Regions from separate parts of the Muntiacus reevesi genome. Here region 1 is linked to region 2. The links are chromatin contacts, called in public Hi-C maps. All regions are on one chromosome and are shown on one strand. Each heading gives the region's core, a stretch centred on a gene start, on an enhancer-like site or on the middle of the called end of the contact. The rest is flanking DNA. Distances are from core to core; before and after follow the strand shown. Region 1 holds the start of CWC15 (CWC15 spliceosome associated protein homolog). Region 2 holds the start of NPAT (nuclear protein, coactivator of histone transcription).

Region 1 (4,759 bases), core at 1,370-3,869, 2.2 Mb after region 2:
GAACTGTGGCCTCAGGAAATTTAGGATATAGTTTACACATGCTAAAAATAAAAATGGAAGAACTTCACAGACAGAAACCATGGGGACTTAAAAAGTCTGGCTGCTCTAAGTAGTCAAAAACTCTTTAATCTGAATTGAAACAATGGTTGCTAAATATACCCTAGTTCTAATAAGAAGCATAAAAAGATGAAATTGGCATCAATTTCATTATCATCTCTAATCCAACTCAATGTAATCTAATCCAATCAATCCAATCCAATCTTTCAAGAAACTGCTATAGCTCTTACCCAATTTTAAAAGCAAACAAACAAAAATAATAATCTATTCCTATTACTACATGAAAGAAAAACTATTTGTCAACATAATGTCATGAGAGAAATGTCTAAGGGAGTGTTGGTACCTCGGGTTGGCCGATCTCTGTTTTTTTCTCTTGCAGCAGCTCTCTCTCTCTCTTCCAACTCTCTCCTGAAATCACGGTTTCGAACCTCTTCGGGGGCATCCTGAGTGGTCTGTCTAAAGTAGAAACAAAACAAGGCAAAGTTACTTCTAAAATACAAATGGCTGTAATAACAGAAGACAATTCAAGAAACACAACTTCATCCTGAGTCCCTAAAGCATAAAATTCCACTAGGGGAATCAACAAGATCATTAGTCTAATCTGAAAGTTACTAAGAGGCATCCTGTGATGTCAATAACCTCAAACTAAATCAACACACTTTCCCATTGTAAGGCAGCAGGCTGATCAAAACGCCTTCACTTTTCGTTAGTATGCTAACTCAGGGCTTGTTACAGCAACACTTTAAATCTCATACTGATTAGTATTGATAGTGCTTACTCCTCCTGACAGAATGTGTTACTAGTCATTGTTCAATCTACATATAGAAATTCCTGGTAAACTGGAATTTCTCCTTAAGGAATATCTGGTAGCACTTTCAAATCATGGAGCATCATTTTGGTGTCAGAAACACTACTACATTCTACCCCTATGAAAATAGGTAACTTGAGTGATAATAACCCAAACACGCTATCTCATGACCATATCATTTAACAGATTTGATCTTGCTTGTGAAACAAGAAAAAAATAAAAGGCTTCATTACCTATATTTTATCTTTGTATGAGAGGGTAGGTCTCTGCTTGAATACTGCTTTGAGAGCTGGCTCAAATCACCCTCACCTTTTCCTCTTCCACCTCTTGCAGGTTCAAAAGTTGGCCGAGCTGCTGTTGTCATCTTTTATGCTTTGAAAAACAGTGCCAAGTTATTTAAACAAACTCTCATTTTGAAAAGCATTAATCAATATCCATCCCTGTGAAATAATTGCCCTAGTTCATTCCCTCAAACATCTGTGACCCCTGGCAAGCCACCAAGTTTAAGTTTCTGTCATCTGCGGAATGGGGATATTCCTCATAAGATTATTAAATCAAGAGACTTGACACATCAAAACCCTTGTAAAATAGAGTACAGTCACGTCTGAGTTTTAAACATCTCCACTCAACCTCATGCCACCAGACTTCTTACTCCCATTTCATCTAAACCTCACACAGAACACGGGAGCAACGACAAAAACAAAAACATCTTTAAAAAAAAAAAATCACTGACACAGTTACTGAGTGTTCTAGAAAAAAGTGTGCTAAACTTCAACTACAGTTACATAGGCAAATATCTCCAGCAATCTTTTGTTGATCAAATTTCCTCCAGCAGCAGCCAACGTAATATAAATCAGATCTTTTGCAAGTTACTATTTAAGAAATGCTGGAAACACAAGAGCCCACCCTCAAAGAGCTCTGATAACCAAAAATTAAGGACCCGTTTGTGGTTACTGAAACATCTAGCGTCAGAAAAGCAAGTGTCAGGGGGAAACGATAAACTTCTCTAGATTTTCCGGAAAAAAAGGGGGGGCGGGGGGAGAGGGATGTATCCAGAGAGACAGAAACAGGGTTGCAGGCCGCAGGGGAGCACCGCCGCCTCCCCCAACAGAGAATCATCCCTGGGGCGGGGAGTTCACCTCCAGGCTATCACAGGGAACCCGCTGACTCTTCTCCCCTATCCCAGGGGGCGAGGGGCGGCCCTCTGCAGAGCCGCCTTGGCGGTGCGCTCTCGGCGACCAGAGACACGCTCCCTAAGCGCCAAGCGCTACCGCTCGCCTGCAGCTCCGCCGTCGCCTCCGCCCGTACAGGCTGACTCCGCCCCCAGCTGCCCCTTCCGGCCCCACCTACAGCCGGCTCTCCCGGTCGGCAGCTCCCGGGCCTCTGCGGCCTAAACCGTGTTAGCTGACTCCGCCCCCAGCTGCCCCTTCCGGCCCCGCCCACATGCCGCTTTCCCTGTCCAGCCTCTCTGGGGCCCGCTCGGCCCGCACTGGATTCTCTGCCTCCGCCCGCAACTGCCCCCTTACGGCCCCACCCACACTCGACTATCCTCGTCTGGAGCTCTGGCGCCTCCACCGCCCGCACCAGTTTCTCTGCCTCCGCTGCCAACTGCCCCTTACGGCCCAACCCACAGTCCGCTTTCGTCTTGCCGCTCACTTTGGCCGAGCTCCGACGCCGCTGCCTCCGGAGATCATACAGACGCCATCATGACTCTGCTCCCAGAAACCTCTGCACCCGCGGCAAAAAAAAAAAAAAAAAAAAGCCCAAGACCCGGAAGCAAACCCCGAACTCTTCTGCCGCCCTTCGGAGGCGGAGGCAAGGACCAATCAGCGGAGACCAAGGTGGAAGTTGAAGTGAGGACGCAAGGGGCGGGGCTGAAACGGTCCAGGGGGCGGGCATTTGAAATCCGTCGTTTAGAGTAGACGGTGAACGTCGGTTTGTACCTTCGAGAGCCAGTTAATGTCTCTTCCTTCTTTTCCTTTCCCGACTCCCTCCCAGATTCCTTCATTCCGGTACTGCGTGAACGGAGAGCCGCGGGTAGCCGACACCAAATACCCGGCTAGCGAGAGAGCATAGAAAAGGATTACACCAAACTGTTTAAAATCCAACGGCTCCTGCTTCCTTTCTCCTGAGCTAGACCCAACAAGCCTAGAGAGTTGGGCTACGGAAAGTAGTATTTGCATTTAATTGGATATGAAGAAAGAACAAATATGTACGGGGGCAACCACGATCTTTATAAAGGTACCATTCCTGCAAAAATATTAGTCTTCACAACGAAGGTTGTATTCGTAACGTTCGTTAAAATTTTTACTTTTAAAAAAAGCCTAAGTTCTAGTGGGAGGGGAGGTGTCACTATTTAGATTCATTTATGTACTAACCGACATTGAACGTTTAGGACGGTGGGCCAAACTACCAGGAGCCCTAGATGCAGTTAGTATTGTAAGATGGCTACTCATGCGTTAGGTGAAGTTTTCGTAAGATAGCAACAGGAAAATAAAAAAATCACGTATCGTCCTAACTCCTTCCCCCACCAAAAGCCCCCTGGGAGCGTGGATTTTGTGTGCCTTTCTAGTTCAACTTGGTATCTAATCACATAATCCTTGGCCACAGTAGATGCTCAGTAGATACATGTTAAAGAAATGAAAATTCAACTCCCCCAACTTAGTTTCAAATGTAAAGAGCTCATAATATCGAACAGAAAAAAGCTTCCCCCACTCACGCCCCCAGAACCCTTTCTTTGAACTTTAAATGAAACAAAACATTAGAAAATGCTTCCCTCATAAAATTCAAGTTGCTAATCTTGATTTTTCTCAACAAGGGTATTACTCTCCTAACCTTCCACGTCTAGGTAAAGGACACACTACCATCAGGCTAGTTACTCAAACCAGAATCCCAGGCCTCCTGCTTAAATTCCTTTTCCTTCACTTTTCTCATCCTGTTTATTTGCAAGTCTTCCCTATTCTACTTTCAGCATATACCCCAAATTTCATTCCACTGCCTTAGTCCAAGCCACCGTCATTTTCTACCTGGATTGTAATTGTCCCCTAATGATCTTCCTGCTCCCACTTTTCTCCCACAGTTAACTTTGCATATAAAAATGAGAGGGATCTTTTAAAATCGTGAATCAGGTAGTGTTACTCTCCTGCACAAAAATTCACTGCACTTAGAATAAAAATCAAATTGCTTAATGTGACCTGACCTGAGAGTTTTCAGGGTTTGGTTCCTACCTATCTCCCTGGTTTCACTTCTAATCATTGTGCTACACACTAAGCTCTAGCCACAGGCAACACTGCATTTCTGTTTCACAGACTAGATTTCTTTGCACTGGCTTTTCTCTGTTGTATGTGCCTCGGTATAGCTGTACTACCATTCTTCAAGTCTCAACTCAAAGACGACCTCCTCAGGTTTCCTGACATCTACTTTTACACCCCCATCCTACCAATACACAAATAGCATCACATCACCCTGTTTTATTTTGTCATAGTACTAAACACTTCTGAATGTATTGTTTGATTGTTTATTTCCTTGTTTCTTGTCTGAGAGGCAGTGTAGCAAAGTCATTAAGAGGAAGGAACCTATAGTCAGCCTGTTTCGGTTCTGAAATCTAGATCTGCCTTTTCCTAACTGACTTCAGGCAAGATATTTACCCTTTGCCCTCAGTTTCCTCCTGTGTTAAATGGGAATAATTCTAGTTTCCACCTCATAATGTTATTATAAGAATTAAGTGAATTAATACTAGTGCTTAAAATTTTCAGCAAACAATATTTGCTAACCAGATGTTAATTATTATTATTAATAATATTTTTATTATTATTGTCTATCTTCCTGTATTAGAACATAAGTTCCAGGAAAGCAGAAACCTTGTCTCTCTTGTTCACTGGTGTATCCTCTGCA
Region 2 (5,154 bases), core at 958-3,457:
GATATGCAGTTCCATATGAGATCAACTATTTTAATAACGTAACTCTAGACACGGGAAGAAGTAACAGGAGGGAGTAATTTCCTGGACCAAGAGGCTAGTAAAACATGGATGGTCCAGAGACTTTTGCTACTCACAAGACCTGGTCTAGTACCAGCACACTGAGTGACCTATCAGTGGAATCTTCACTAGACTTGGGAATGAGTCTTCCCAGCATCGTGGGACACAGTGGCCACGAAATGCCTCCAACGTATGATCAAAAATGCGGCTACGAAGGGGCCCTGCTGACTGAACATTGGTAATTGCCAGCTGCCTCTACAAAAATTAAATCATGACGACTGCAAGCTGCTGACCTTCAACAACAGCCCCTAAAAGTTCAGGGTAGAGATCAGAATTAAGGCACTCTGTTCTGGGAAAAACTGGAAGAACAGGCCTTCAGAGAGATGTTTTCAGGTCAGGATTTTTATGAGCCCAAATTCCTGCATCTTCCTAGAGAAACACTAATGTTACGGACCAGTGTCTGGTCTTGGTTCTCCTGGTGAGCCCCTCAGCAGTTTTTCTACTTCTATTAAACTTTGGGCCATGTTTCTTTAATTTTCTTCTTAAGTTTGTTTCTTCTAGAATACAACAAATAAATCTCCAAATAGTAATACAACTAGAATATCCCCCAGCCAACACCCAGACAACGCTGAACAAGCTGCCTTATCATTTTGTGGACTCTCATTTCCCTCTGTAAATGCACCCTGGCAGAAAGTGGGCACTGGGACTCAGGACCCCACAATGTCCCTGCCCAGCTTGAAGAAGCCCCACTCCTTAGTGACTTGGGTCCCCAGGCCCAAGACAAGGATAAGGTAGGCAGACAGGCAGTCATGAGCAGGGTGTTAAGGGGCCAAAGTTTGGCCCATAAATTAAAAAAGGGCGGAATGTGGAGCCCTATACCAAGGTCACAGGATAAAAATCCCTGGAACTGACTAAGCCCCATAGCAACTGTTGCTATGACCCTCGGGATCTAAACCAGTCAGTACCCTAACCCCTAATATGTAAGATACCCACCCTACTATCCACCCAAGAGCATCCTTACCAATCACCTAATGCCACCATTCCAGTAGGAAGTTTCTGTCTTAAGGTTATGGAAACTGGCTGCAAGCCTGCAAAAGCGTTTGGCTCTCCCCTGAAATGGCCAGCTGTTTTAACAGCAGCTCTCACTCTAATAAATTTTATTCTCCTCTAATTCTGCCTCATGCCTGGAAATTCTTTTCCAACCCCCACACAGACCACGACACTTACCACAGGATAGAATTACCACAGGCTAGATAGTACACAGTCAGCCGACAGTCACAATTTTGAACTGGAGAGTGATTCCAAAGCCCAAGCCGTTACTCAGGAGACTACAGTTTAAGCCTCTACAAATTGCTCGCTGATTAAAACTGCTAATTATGAGAGGAGAGAAAAAGATGATTAGTCAAGCCATCCAGTTACATCTGAACTCCGGAAGGGGATGAGCAAGAAGGCTGAAGACTAAATACGCCAGGAGCACGATGGGTGGGCAGAAGAAAGCCATAAGGACAGGGGGCTAGGCTAAATGAGGTAAAGAGAAGGGGAAAGGGCCGCTCTGTAGGCGTGCGTCTGGAGGCAGGGGCTGAACGGCTCAGCTAGGACTGAATTCCCCAACGCTGAAGCCACTGAGCTTCTTCCGCGGCCCTACCGTTGGACTTTGCCGAAGTGGAATCTGTGTAAGCGGTGATGTCCGCAGCCTAGAAGCCCGCTCAACCCGCCTCCCGAAAAGCCCGAGCAGGCTGTCCCAGCACTATTCCGGCTTCCGGATCAAACCTGGAGTGATAGCGCAGCGTACTTTTACCCAAAGGAAGCACTAAGGCGAACTAGCGCCGGGGCACCGTTTGCCCACGCTGTCCCAACACGCACGCTCTGCACTCCCAAGACCCGCCTCCCCAAACACAGGGCCCGGCTGAGGGAAACGCGCGTGCGCCCTGTCAGCCAATGGCGAGCGGCCCTGCGTCTGCCGCTCGCCCTCTAGCGCCGGCTCTGCCTCTCCCCTCCCGCCTTCCCGCCCCGCCCCTATCCAAATGTGAGGGCGGATGTGACGACAGCTCCAAGTAGAACGGAGGCGGGTTTCTTTTCGGCGCCTTTCTTTCTCCGGCGGAAGCGATTGGCTGGCGTGGAGCGAAAGAGGCGGGACAAGTTGTCGCGGGTTCAGTGCCGCCACTGGAACCGGGAGATGCGGCGCAGGGGCTGTCGCTGTGTTGGTTTTTATCCGAGTCTCGTCTCTCACTACGGTTCCTTCTGCGGCTTCGATCATGCTGTTACCTTCGGACGTAGCCCGGCTGGTATTGGGTAAGCGCCGGCGCGGGAGGGAGGGGTACTGGATCAGGCTAAGCCGGACGGAAGGACCTTTGGAGCCAGAGGTTTTTCCCAGGGTGGGAAAGCTTTGGGGCTTTGCCTCCCCACCTGCAAGTTCAGACTGGCGGTGAATCTTCTTCAGTGGGAGGCTCGGGCGGTTTAAGTTTCTTTATGTGTGAATGCTCCACTCTTCCGAGACTCTGTGGCGAGGGGCGGCTGAAGAGAAACTCCGGGTGGAACACCTGAGGCCCGGATTTGGAGGGAAAGTCAGGCCTGCACACTCAATTAGAATCCTGCAGGGGAGTTGCCTACGTGATGGATGGACTGCGTGTTCTTCAACCTTGGGCTCACTTTCCCGTGTCAGAGCTGGGGCCGAATTAGGAAAAATAAAAGACTTCCCCAGCCACCCAGCTTTAGCGAAGGACCTTTCTGACGGCCTTCTCATAACTTGCCTTTAGCGCTACGAATTTGGAACGAATGAAGTGATCCTGCCTCTATCCCCCAGCCTCCTGCAAGAAGTCGTAGAATGTAGAGGTTTGAAACGCCAATTGCATACTTTTAAGACATCAGCAATTCTTTTTTTTTTTTTTTAATTAGCAAGACTTTTCACTGGAAATGCCTTCCAGTGGAACGTTTTCTAGTCCTAGTTTTTCCTCAGTTTGAAGAGTGACACTGCCAGTTGTCAGGGTGTATTGTCTGTGCAGGAAACGGGTTTTGTTGTTTGTTCCCTGAAAGAATAAAGAGTATTGTATTGCTGGGAATGAGAGCCACATAAAACTCAAAACCGGAGCCAGATTTACAGACATCATATGTGAGTGGTTAAATGGTAAACATCTGTTCTAAAACTTGCCTTGGTATCTAAAGGCCGTTACTAACATTATTTTACTGTCAGAAAAATCCATTTCTTATTCCCTTTTTAAAGTATTCGGCCCTGTCCAAAAAAAGAAAAAAGTTTTCATGCACAGACTCTTGACAAGCACATTTTGCAGGAAACTTTAGAGGGTAATGGTTCTACCATCTGTTTTTGGAGAAAATAATCACTTAAATTTAAACTAATATTTTGTTAATGTTTGGTTAATCTTTTGCACACTTTATCAGAGCTGAATATTAACAGTTAACCTACATCTAAGAAGAAAGCTGTCTATCTTGTAATTGTTATATTAATTAGGCTTATTTGTAAACAGATCCGGAGTAGACTCACAAAATTCACAATAATACTGACATACTTTATTATGGTAGCTGTCCTGTTTGCTTTGTGGGATGTTTAGCAGCATCCCTGGCTTCTATCCATTAGATGCCAGCAGGGACCCAGTTCCTGCCTTCACCCAATTGTCAGAATAAAGTAAGTGTCCAGATATTGCCAGTATATTTCCTGGAGGGCAAGGACCACTGGTCTTAAGAAAGCAGTATGATTTTCTAACTGTAATACTTTAAACAAACTTGTGAATATTCTCCTAGACTTCCTCCTTCTTTAAAAACTGGTAAAAATTACAGTCATTGTTTCTTTTTTTTTTTTTTATTAGTTGGAGGCAGTCATTGTTTCTTATCCTAAAATTCTTATTTGTCATTCACATTCCATTTTTATTGCCACCAGTACTAACAGTATGCATCCTATTTCTCCTTTGGACTATTTTCATAGTTTCTCATATAGTCTTGCAATTCATCTTATTTATGGTTACAAAAATCTGCCTAAAGCATTAACACTACACCTCCAGTTCTAATAGTTGAAAGAGTTGTTCACTTACCAAAAATTTCAAGTTGTACAAAAGAGTATATACTACCAAAAAAAGCAAATCTCACCACTTTTGCTTTTTTCATTTAGCATTATCATGTCACCACGGAGATCTATGAGTCACAAAACTTAGTAGCTTAAAAATTAAGAGTTTTATTCTTTGCCCATGATTCTTCTGTCAGTACCCCCTCCCTCTCAGTACTCCTTCAGTCCTTCTCATTGTTGCCCCTTTTCTTCATCATGTTCTTGCAGCAAATCTTTGGTTGCTTAGTATGTTCCAGGCACTGTGCCAATTGCTAAAAATAGAGTTTTCCCCTTAGAATTTACATAATTAGGTTTTTTACCCTTATCCACACATACCAAAACACTTTCCTAGACCCCCACCTCTTATTTTATCTAATGCTCTATGTTACCCTTTCACAAGTCAAATTCATTCAAAGAATAAGCTCTGCTTAGTTACTGTATTTCCTTACTTAACTTTCAGTCTTCAACATACTGCACTGACTTTTGTACCTCACTGCTCCATTTGAATAGCCTTGCTACTCAGCTATATCCAGCTATTGCCTTGCTAGAATTTCTTTAAATATTGTACAGGTCAAAATATATACATCAAAGTGCCATTTGTTATTTCTGGGCCACCAGTTTTGGTTTTATTAGTATGTCAGACAAGGTATTCTGCGGACCTGATCCTACAAGTCTCTTTTGCTTGATCTCAAGTTCTCAACATATGCCCTATGCCCCAGGCATTCCAAACCTCTTGCAGTTTCTCCAGATACTCTTGTTAATGTATTTTGTTCCCTCTGCCTGCAGTGTTTTTCTTCCTCTCTTCCTTGTACACTTGTATTTAAGGTTCAGGTCAGTTGTAATCTCAAACTGTTTCCAGCAGGTACAGTTAGTACTTTCTCCTTACACGCTCTGGTGGCGTTGTAGATTACTTGTACATACTCTTTCTTTGTTTTATTGTAGCTGTGTGTTTATTTGTTCTTTTTTTTTTAATATGAAATTTAACCATTGGAGCCATTTTTACAATTTTGTGGCATTAAGTACAATCATATTTTTCTGTAACC

What was found. Hi-C and Micro-C count contacts between places; a contact is called where the count stands out from the background.
Region 1: a contact with region 2 is called in a Hi-C map of blood, with 5 times the contacts expected there. The contact joins the promoter of CWC15 here to the promoter of NPAT in region 2. A contact is called at or near these places in 2 of 3 Hi-C or Micro-C datasets (blood and muscle).

The regions. Positions count from the first base shown.
Region 1 is chr9:75,588,914-75,593,672 of mMunRee1.1, forward strand. CWC15 (CWC15 spliceosome associated protein homolog) reads right to left here and starts at 2,620. Exons shown (of 7, transcript XM_065945264.1): 1 at 2,522-2,620; 2 at 1,099-1,237; 3 at 401-513. The coding sequence starts at 1,229.
Region 2 is chr9:73,418,900-73,424,053 of mMunRee1.1, forward strand. NPAT (nuclear protein, coactivator of histone transcription) reads left to right here and starts at 2,208. Exons shown (of 18, transcript XM_065943955.1): 1 at 2,208-2,349. The coding sequence starts at 2,313.